Linked DNA regions of Mus musculus: region 1 is linked to region 2. A link is a contact called in public Hi-C data. All regions are on one chromosome and are shown on one strand. The core of a region is the stretch at or near the end of the contact, and the rest is flanking DNA. Distances in the headings are between cores, read along the strand shown.

Region 1 (5,139 bases), core at 752-3,251, 550 kb before region 2:
GTCCTTTCTGCCAAAATTATCTTTACCACAAGCCCACAGCAACAGAACTAAAGGGCTGTGGACTGAGGCCTCTGCATCCATGAGGCAAACTAAATCTTTTACCTTTTCAATTGTGTATTTCAGGTATGTATCAGACAATGGGAAGTTAACACATATCTACCTCCATCTCATATCCCTTCAGTTTGTGCCAGGAGTTATCAAGGAGATGCTTAAAAACTAGTGATCTTTCTGAGATGGTTCCACCATGGACTGTACAGTTACTGACAGATTTGCTTCTGCAGGCAAGGCCCAGGAGAATTTAATTTTAGGAAAGATTCCTGCTACTAATATGCTTTTCCTATTATTATCAAATATATACAACAATCATTAGGTATTAGCCCACCCTTTTGAGCAGATTTCTGCAGAACAACAAAGAAGTACAGTCTTGTAATGATGCTATATAGACAAAGAGATGATTTTCTAATTCTTCATGATGATCCTATAAGAATCCCTAAAATTATATTAGTAATTATTAAGCTCCTTTATAATAGGACTGATATTAAGTCCTCTCTGATAATCAAAACTGCAGTGAGAACTCTGCCAATCTTCAAGTATCATGACTTAAAAGCTTTTGAGATATCAGGCAGGCATCTGCAACTTAGAATACATTCCAAGAGGTTCTAAAACCATTAACCAAAGGTCATAATTGGGAACTAAGGAGTTGCTATAGGTACAAGGACAGAAGATAAGATATTGACTGGGTTTATATATACACAAAACTTCACTAATAACTTAGCCCCAAAAGGTATGGATTTTTAACTCTCCATGAACCTGTAGAGCTAGTGACAGATGATGAATGTTTAGCCAGATAATTACTCCTAATGGATATGCATGTAAACATTCTCTGTTGTGAACTTCTTATCCGATTTACGATTTGAATTTATGTGTAAACTTGTGATGCACTTTTTACCATGTGATCATGTATTCTGAAACATGTATAAGTGCTGAGGACAAAGAGGGAGACAATCCCCTTCCTCCCTTCTTTTTTTTTTTCCCTTAGAGAATTTTTATAGAAAATTCTTTAGAATGTATAAATAAAGACTGAAATCACTTTTCAAAGTGTCCCTTTTTCTTCCTGCAACTTCAACTAGCAGGGTAGAGCCTCACAGTTCCTGTGGAGATAGAAACAAAGGCTGCTTTACTTAATCTCCTGCTCTTTTAAGATGAGGTGCTGGGGAACTTAGAAGGCAGGCCAGCTACTGAAGCAAAGTAACTTAGACTTTAGATAGATGTATTATTATTATTAACCAGCAACCCTAAATATCTCATCTTGTAAGGCCAAGTCTTACCCCCTCCCCCCATGCCCCTGCCAATGTTCTTCCCCCTCTGCTGCCTCAAGAAGAACCAACAAGAAAGAAGAACAGCTGAGGCTAGCCCCAGCAGGTTTGTATATGTTCTTTCCCCTTTACTTTGTGGTTTCTAAGGTGAGGTGCTCCCACCCTGCTTCTCCTCCTCTATCTGGTTTTCACTGTACTTTTACAAAGACTTGTGTTTACTTTTAGAAATGTTGGCTGACTACATTGTACTGGGGCCCAGACTCTGGATTTTAGGAAGAGCCAGGTCCTAAGAGACAGGTTCTGTCTCATGGGTATTATGATGGACAGGAGCTCCAGGCTCCATCATCTCTCCCCAGAGTTCAATTCGCCTACATACTCCCTGTGGCAGGAAGCATGCTGCACATGGTGCCAGCAGAATTCTTATGTTCCTAACTGTGAGAATATTTCCTCTGAAAATTAAAAATTAAATGAGAACAACAGGCTACTTTTTTTTTCTTCTAACTTCTCTCCTTCCCCTCTTATCTCCCCTATGTGGCTGACTACAACTTCTCAGACCATGAAGGATGAGAATAAAGCATTCATCAGCAGTTGCTATAAAGTGTGTGTATGTATGTGTGTGGCTTGAATGGAGATGAGGACTATGCTTTGCACAGGGAGCATTAGGAGGAGGGAGCCACTCTGGGCAGTGCTCCCCAGCTGAGCTCCTCCTCACGCCTCCATATGCATTCCTCGCACCACCATCAGACTGGGACATGAGCTGCACATAATTAATTTTTATTGAAAGACTGTTTTTGTCTGCAGACATTGTGTTCTGCTTTTGCTGTGACGATAGAGTCTCCAGTATAATTTTGGATTTAATTATAGTTCTATTTCGAGGGAATGAAGAAGAAGGGGGAAAAATCCACCCTATGTCAGAGGAACAGATAATTGGTGATGCCAGGTGGAACTGAGACATGGGTTCTGGGGATGGGAACAGTTGCTTCCGGCTGATTCAGATCTCATGAACCATTCAGCTGGCTTTGGTTGGGTTCACAAATCCCTGAACCAACCCCCCATTTCTAGATTCAGATTTAAGCCAGGATGCTGAATGAAGGACAAAAATGAGAGATGGGAATCTAAAATTACACATGTACACCAGACAGACCCTCACCCTCCCTCATCTGAACTCTTCCTATCCCCTGGTATTCCTGGTGCATTAAGCCAGGTTAGGATTTTCCACATGCAAGATCATTCAATTCCATAGTCCTTGGCAGGGCCCAGAATCTATTCATAATGGGCTGTGGGATTGTCAGAAACCTTTTGCTTTTAAGAAGCTATCAACTGATGATCTCAAAGAGATGCAAAACTTCAGCAGGACCAGGGAACAGTGAAGGATTTATCTGAGCAGCTGGCACAAGAGCATTATGTCACACAGAGAGAAGAAATACAAATAGGCAGAGCAGAGCGTTCAGGAATAAGAGTGTGTCATCACAAGTGATCAAGCCAGATGATGTTCTCAGAGCTCTACTTTAGCAGAGAAATCAGTTGGTTTTTCAGGGCTGACCCTTGAACCACTGCTTGACAGTAAAGACCTGTGAGTCTACCTACCTGGGAGACAGTGGAGGGAAGGTAACAAGTTCAAGGCATGGATGGGCTATGTAGTGAGCTCAAAGACAAGCCTTGGAAATTTAGGGAGATCTTATCTCTAAGTGAAAATGAGAAAATGGGCTAAGAATGTAGCTCAGTGGTACAACCTTTGCCTAACATATATGCAAGGGTGTAGGTTCAATCCCTGGTACTGGAAAGTAAAACCATAATAAGATTAACTAAAAGGAGGCAGGGTGGTATGATCTGTTGGAAAGTCCAGGTAATATTAGTTGGTGGTTTCTGATTGGTTACATTTAAGTCTTAGTTTGTTCTTTACTCTGATTCGTCATCCAGTAATTCAAAATACTGAAGTCATTTGTGCCAGCAATGTCACTGTTTTCTTTCTTTCTTTTTTCTTTTACTGAAAATAGATTCTTTTCTCACGCAATATATTCTGATTATAGTTTCCCCTCCTTCTACTCCTCTAAGATCTTCCCTCCCGTCCCATCTCCCCTTGCAACCACCCCTTCCCTTCATATCCACTCCTTTCCTGCCTCTCATTAGAAGAGAACAGGCTTCTAAGAGATAACAACCAAATATGACACAATAAACTAAGATGAAGCAAAACTATCATATCAAAGTTGGACCCAGCAACCCAATGGGAGGAGTAGGGTCCCAAGAGCAGGCACAAGAGTCAGAGACCCACTCATTCTCACAGTCAGGAATCCCATAAAAATACTAAGCTAGTAGCTAATACACACACACACACTTGAGTGCACACACACACACACACACACACACACACACACACACACACACGATCTGGTACAGAACAATGTAGGCCCTATGCTCACTGCTTCAGCCTCTGTGAGTTCATTTGAACCTTGCATAGTTGATTCAGAGAGATGTGTTTCTCCTGGTGTTCTCTATCTCCTCTGTCTCTTACAATCTTTCAGTCTCCTCTTCTGTGACATTCCCTGGACTATGAGGGGAGGGTTTTGTTGGAGACCTCCCTTTTAGTCTCTCTCTCCCTGTAGTGTCTGGATGTGGCTTTCTGCATCTGTTCTCATCTGCTGCTGGAGAAACCTCTCTGATGATGACTGGATAAGACAGTATTCTCTGAGTACAGTGGAATACCATTAAAAATGATTCTATTTATACTTATTTTTAGACCATATAGTGTTAGGTTTTACCCTAGATCTCTGACCAGTTTGGTATGACGTATATCTTAGTTAATTTTTTCTTTTTTTTTTTTTCTTTTTTCTGTGAACAGACACCATAACCATGGCACAACTCTTATAAGGACAAAATTTCATTGGGGCTGGCCTACAAAATCAGAGGCTCAGTCCATTATCATCAAGGTGGGAGTATGGTAGCTTCCAGGCAGGCATGGCACAGGATGAGCTGAGAGTTCTACATCTTCATTTGAAGGCTGCTAGCAGAATACTGACTTCCAGACAGCTAGGATGAGGGTCTTAAAGCCCATACCCACAGTGACATGCCTACTCCAACAGGGCCACTCCCTGGGCCGAGCATATACAAACCATCACATTATGTTATAGTTTTCTTAAATTCGGGTTAGCAAAAGGATCCTGATCATGTGTTCAGAAACAACTTTCCAGATGATAACAGTGAAGACAGAATGCAGTTAGAGATGTGTGCCACTGTTGGATGACATAGCTGTCTTTCATGCCTGTGGGCTCCATAGCCACAGATTCTACAACCAAGGATCATTCAAGGATTGGGCTCTGTCAAGTAAAGATCCTTGACTTATATTTTGTGTGTCTAAGACAATTTGTGTCCGAATGGTGCCTCAAAAGGACAATAATTTCGATGGCTGAGGACTAGAAAACTCAGCCTCTTAATAGAAAAAAAAAATGCATTTGTCTCACGGGAGTTTCAAAAGTAAAACCTTTTTATAGCTTTAAGTGTTAGCTATAAAACTCAACACCAATGAGCCGATCCAGGGTCCAGTGTTACAGAGATTTATCGAGGAGAAATGACCTTCCTTTTCCTCTCATGCCCAGGCTTCCCACACTTTCATTCTCTGGTCTCTGTGTTCACCAGCATCTGAGGCTCAGCTAGAGAGCCTGAGCTGCAGGCATCTATCCCTGGAGTACAATATCTCAGATTCGGGAAATGGACCTTTGACCTCTGGCCTCACTGGGTAGCACCTAGATTTCCTCCGGGGCAATGTGTCATGACTTTGAGGTAAAGCCAACAGATCAAAGCACCTGGGGAGGGGGGAAGCGATTAA
Region 2 (5,597 bases), core at 402-2,901:
ATGCTGCTCCCCCCTCCTTCCCCCTTTCTTCTTCTTCTTCTTCTTCTTCTTCTTCTTCTTCTTCTTCTTCTTCTTCTTCTTCTTCTTCTTCTTCTTCTTCTTCTTCCCCTACACTTCCCCCTCCCCCTCCTCCTTCCCCTCCCCCTTTCCCTCCCCTTCCTCCTCCTCCTTCTTCCTTCTTCCTCCTCCTCCCCCACGCCTCCTCCTCCTCCCCCTCCTCCTCCCCCTCCTCCTCCTTCTTCTCGAGACAGCATCTCAATATGAAGCTTTGTCTGACCTGGAACTTGGGAAGCTTGAACTCAAAGAGATCTACCCTCCTCTACCTTCCCAATGCTGGGATCAAAGGTCTGCCTCTCCACAGTCAGCTATACTGCCGTGTTCTGAGCATGCATTCTGGAAAGAGCTGTGAAGACTGGACACATCCATGAAGACTACTTTACCTCTCACCCTCACCACCTTCACCCACACTTCAGGCCAAACACACACACACACACACACACACACACACACACACACACACACACACACACCAGGATTAATCTAATACTCGTGAAATCCTCCTCAGCCTCTAGGATCCTGTCTCTAATATCTAGAGCCACCGTTCCTGGCTCACGCTGCATCTTTATCACATAAGCACCCCCAAATCCTGTCCTGATGACGTCGCTAGGCCTGAGGTCTATCTTCACATGCACAGCCACTTCATGAATAAATTTGCCTTTAAAAAATTACTCATTTTATTTTATATGTATGAGTGTTTGTCTGCATGAATGTATGTGCATCACATGTGTGCCTGGTGCCCAAGGAGACAAGAAGAAGGTATTGGATTCCCTGGAACCTGAGTTCCAGGTGGCTAAGAGCCTCCATGTGGGTGCTGGGAATCAAACCTGTGCCCTCTGGGTCTTAAAGGCCGAGCCATCTCTCTAGCTCCTGAATAAACTTTCTCTTTGGAAAATCCCATTACTTGTTATAATTGGCATAGGTAAAAAGGGGCCTGGTTTGGTGACATGGTATTTCGCCAGCCATAGCAGTGTATGCACACTGAAACCCCAGCACTCAAGATATTGAGGCAGAGGTCTTTAAGTTTCAGGCCAGCTTGGCTTGCATAATGTATCTTAGGTGATCCTAGATCCTGTTAGTTGGTTATTAGCCATCACAACAGGCCAGATCTGCAAACTCTAAGAGCTCTGAGATCTTTTGAGCCTACCTGGTCCATCATTACCAAACAGAACCCCACGACAGCCCCAACATAGCATCACTCAACGTGGAAACCCCTAGCTAGCAAGAGGGAAGCTCAGCTTCACAGGAAGCTGCCTTAGGCTTAGCCTCCTGAAAATGGCTAGCGGCTGGGCACCTGCTCTGCAGTGATTATTGGTCAGCACACTGCTGTCAATCCCAGGTCTGAGACGGCCCACCTACCCTGACTGCCAGCCCCACTGCCTGGCAGCTTCACCTTGGTGGACATAACTCGGTCTCCTGGTGTTTCAAGTATGCAGGCACTAAATAAGTGTGTATATGAGGGGGTGACAATAATAATAATGCCTAGAGCGTCCCCATGTATTCATTTACATGGAACTAAAGTGCATGAAGCAGAGCCCGACAGTGAATAAGCACGCAGCCAAGCGTTGTCTGTGATGACGTTGACGTGCCTACAGCATCCTCTCCTCTCCTCTCAGATCGAATGTTTCCAGCCCCATCTGCCATGCTGTGCACCCTGGAATTCTAAAAACAGCCCACACATGCAAATGAGATGCAGATAAATGGAGTCAATATTCAGGCTAGGGTAATGGGCACACCCCCAGTCAGAGGGACCAGCATATGTCTTAGCTTAGGCTTCCTAATGGTACCAGGACTGCCCAGGCCACAGAGTCCCAGCACAGGCTCAAAGACATCTAAAACCCTTAGGAGTGGGTTGGTTTTTTTGTCCATCAAAACTGCTGTCTACCAATGTTTTTCTAACATATGTTTATGTAACCATTGGAGACCATGAATACATTTACATATATTAAACTCTCTTCTAACTTTGTTGCGATGTGTCAGTGTTCTGGTTTTATTTTTTCTACTTCTGTTGTCATGTTGGAAATGTGATACATGTTTTATTTTGGGCCGAGTGATTGATAAGACGTTAGTCAAACGCCTTTACAGGCGATCTATTAGAGATGTCTGACAACCTAGCCCCTCCCCTATGCTTTTTCACATTGATTTTGTGTTGTATATGTGTGTGCACCTGAGCCTGTGTGCTGTGGACACATTTGGAGGTCAGAGGACAGCTTGCTAGAGTCGGGTCTCTCCTTCCACCACGTGGGTTTCAGGGATTGAACTTGGGTCCTCAGCCTTAACAGCAAGCACCTTTACCTACTGAGCCATCTCATAGGCCCACAAATGTTTAAGTGTTTAATTTTTCTTCCCGAGACAGGGTTTCTCTGTGAAACAGTCCTAGCTGTCTTGCAACTCTCTTTGTAGGCCAGGCTAGCCTTGAACCCTAGTACTGGGATTAAAGGAATGTGCACCACACCTGACCACTATTAACTCTTAACTCTGACTTAGGTTTTGTCATTACCTCTGTCTTGCAGACATCATACTAAGATCAATATGTGCTTGTTCTATTTCAGTTTCTTGTGGGGAAAAAAACTCTAGAATAATCCTTCCTTCTACTGGAATATTTTATTTATCTATTTTGGCAATGATAGAAAAAGAATCCAGGATTTTCTGTCCCATGTGGTATTTTTTATTTATTTTTACTTTATTTCGTGTGAGGGTATTTGGGGGTATATGGTAGCAAGCATGTATATGTATGTAGCATGTATATGTATGTAGCAGGTACATGCAGTGCCCAAGGAGACCATAAGATATTACGGGATCCTCTGAAACTGGAGTTAACAGATAATTGTGAGCCATTGTGTGAGTGTTGGGAATCGAACCCAAGTCCTCTAGAAGATCAACCAATGTTCTTAACCACTGAGCCATTTCTCCAGCCCCCTTCCTATGGGTTTTTTTTCTTGCTTCTTCATGGTCCGAGATGGCAGCTGAGATTCTCAGTAACAAAATCAGGCTGACAGGATGAGAGAAGATAAATCTGCCATTCTCCTAGGTCTTTGAGCAGCACGTCAAATCCAGAGCCAATCACTCCATGTTTGCTTAGTGTGCCCAAGGCTGACCACGGTCTCAGCTCTGCTCATCAGTGACTTCAGATTAACCAGTCGTCAGTCAGAACCTAGACTGTGGCTTCAAGTGTGTCCTGGTAAGACCCCACCATTGTGGATGCTCTTGAGAGCTCCAGCCAAGGGCATTCACGTGCATTATGGCAACCCAGAAAGATGGCAGCACACTACAGTCATTCCATCTTATCGAGGGAAGGGCTGAGGCACAGCTTTATGTAGGTGGGGGGGGGGGGGAGATGGTGCTGGGTACAAGCATTGTCTCTGAGCTCACGCACAGCTATCCTGAGTCATCAGAGAGGTGCTTTGAATTGAGTTGTAACAAGTCCAGCAGAACCAGTACATCAATGCATGGAAGAGACCAGAGAGGGAGACAGCTGGGAGCAGGAGGGGTTGCTTGCATGTGTGGTAACAAATCCCATTAAAGCATCGTCTCCCTCTCCCCCTCCCCCTCCCCTTCCCAGTCTTCTTCTTCTTCCTCAGTTTCATTTATTTATTTAGAGACAATTTCTCATGTAGCCCAGGCTGACCCTAAACCCACCAAGAAGCTAAAGATGACTCTGAACTCTTGATCGTTCTGTATCTATCTCCTGTGTACTGGGATTACAGGTGCACACCACCACACCTACTAACGCTTCATTTTTTTAAACTGTTTCTTCTTTTGTGGAGGTGAGGAGTGGAAAAGGGATCTTGTGTAACCCAGGCTGGCCTTATTTTTACTATGTGGCCCAAGGCTGGCCTTGAACTCCTGGTTGTCATGCCTCTCCCTCAGAAGGGCTGAGATTGCCCCATCTGTTTTTCTTGTAAGGGTGGGGAGGGAAGCAGAGTCTTCTGTATCCCAAACAGGCCTACAAGATTTGTGACAACTTTCAGTTGTCAGTTTCCTAAGCACTGGGGTTATAAGCCGTAAGTTATGTGCCACAAGCCCAGCTAAGCCAAGGTTCATTTTATTGCCTGTTGCTAGATCTGGGGGATTGGAATGTGTGCTGCAGTGCCAGCACCTCAGGGCAAGGCATTGCAAACCCCATAATGACGTGTGGGCTTTCCGGTGACGCTCTCTGTGTTCTCTGTCTCTATCTCTGTCTCTGTGTCCTCTGTCTCTCTCCCCTCCTCCTCCTCCTCCTCCTCCTCCTCCTCCTCCTCCTCCTCCTCCTCCTCCTCCTCCTCCTCCTCCTCCTCTTCTTCTTCTTCTTCTTCTTCTTCTCCCTCTCTCTCTCTCCCTCCTCCCCCCCCTCTCTCTGTCTCTCTCTCCCTTTCTCTCTCTCTCTCTGTCCTGGAACTTACTCTGTAGAAAAAGCTGGCCTTGAATTCAGAGATCTGGGATTAAAGAAGTGAGCCACCACCATCTGGCTTGTGTCTGCTCTCCTAAGGAACACTTAAGACCCCATGGACACTTACAACCTCAGCATTCAAGATGCCGAGGCAGGAGGACCATCCAATCCAGTGTGGGCTACACGGTGTTTTCCAGACCAGCCTGGGTTACATAGGATAATCTTGTCAGTAGGTAGATAGATAGATAGATAGATAGATAGATAGATAGATAGATAGATAGATAGATAGATAGATAGACAGACAGACGAACGAACGAACGAACGAACGAACGAATAAGAAAGTTTCCAAGGTCAGGTGAATGTCCCTTAAAGGAGACATAACTTCCCACAGAGAGAGAATCAGCACTGGGCGCTGGCTTACACTGCACAGAGGCTTCAGGCCTGCGGGAACTTTGTGTCGTCGTCCCCCCACCCCCACCCCACCCCCATCTCACGGGCTGCAGCTTGAGGGAAAGCTTTTCTTCTTGTCTGGAGCGCCCTCACCTGACAGCTGACTCAAGGCTGGGAGATGGAGGACAAATCAGAAAGGCAGTTCCCACCAGTGCCTCCCTGCGGCTTCCATGCCAGACAGGGCGAGAAGACCAGGAGAGAGGCCAGGAGAGGGCTCCTGATTTGAAGAAGGAGAATCAGAGGAATCCTGAAAATATGGGTGATCATACTCAGGCTTTGTTTCTTTGACCAAATGCTCCCTTTAAAAACAGTTGTAGAATTGATCAGGGATTGACAGCAGAGAGAGCCAAGAACCAGCGATACAATCCTTACTGTATCTGCTCCATCGTGCTTCCCTGAGTTTCCTGTTAAATGAAGGCTGCAGAGACACCAACCAGACAGTCTCTGCGACCTCCTTAAACCACAGAGTTTTAGGTCCAGAGATGTTCCTCTCCAAGGAATGGGCAACTCTGTAGGTATTTGGGGAGTTGCAGGGTCAGGCACCAGTGACTTGCTACCCAAACCCAGCCATCTATGGAACATCAGCAGAATCCAGGGAGGCCAAAGCATTATCTGCCCTGAAGACAAAGGGTTCTAGAGCCAGACATGCAGATGCAGGCCTGTAAGGGATACCTGGGAGGCCGGAACAGGAGTCCTGAGAGTGAAAGGCCAGCCTGGGATA

What was found. Hi-C and Micro-C count contacts between places; a contact is called where the count stands out from the background.
Region 1: a contact with region 2 is called in a Hi-C map of cortical neurons, with 6 times the contacts expected there. The contact joins two enhancer-like sites. A contact is called at or near these places in 3 of 484 Hi-C or Micro-C datasets (cortical neurons and embryonic stem cells) and 1 of 9 other capture datasets (embryonic stem cells).

What each region holds. Positions count from the first base shown.
Region 1 is chr6:135,639,928-135,645,066 of GRCm38.p6, reverse strand. No RefSeq gene overlaps it. Among named protein-coding and RNA genes, the nearest start is that of 4930425L21Rik, 16 kb to the left of the region's middle. Within about 2 kb of position 2,001, at least 22 of the 459 cell types and tissues checked have an H3K27ac peak or open chromatin away from gene starts, as enhancers often do. A contact at or near this core is called in cortical neurons, where this site is marked.
Region 2 is chr6:135,089,370-135,094,966 of GRCm38.p6, reverse strand. No RefSeq gene overlaps it. Among named protein-coding and RNA genes, the nearest start is that of Gprc5d, 26 kb to the left of the region's middle. Within about 2 kb of position 1,651, at least 21 of the 459 cell types and tissues checked have an H3K27ac peak or open chromatin away from gene starts, as enhancers often do. A contact at or near this core is called in cortical neurons, where this site is marked.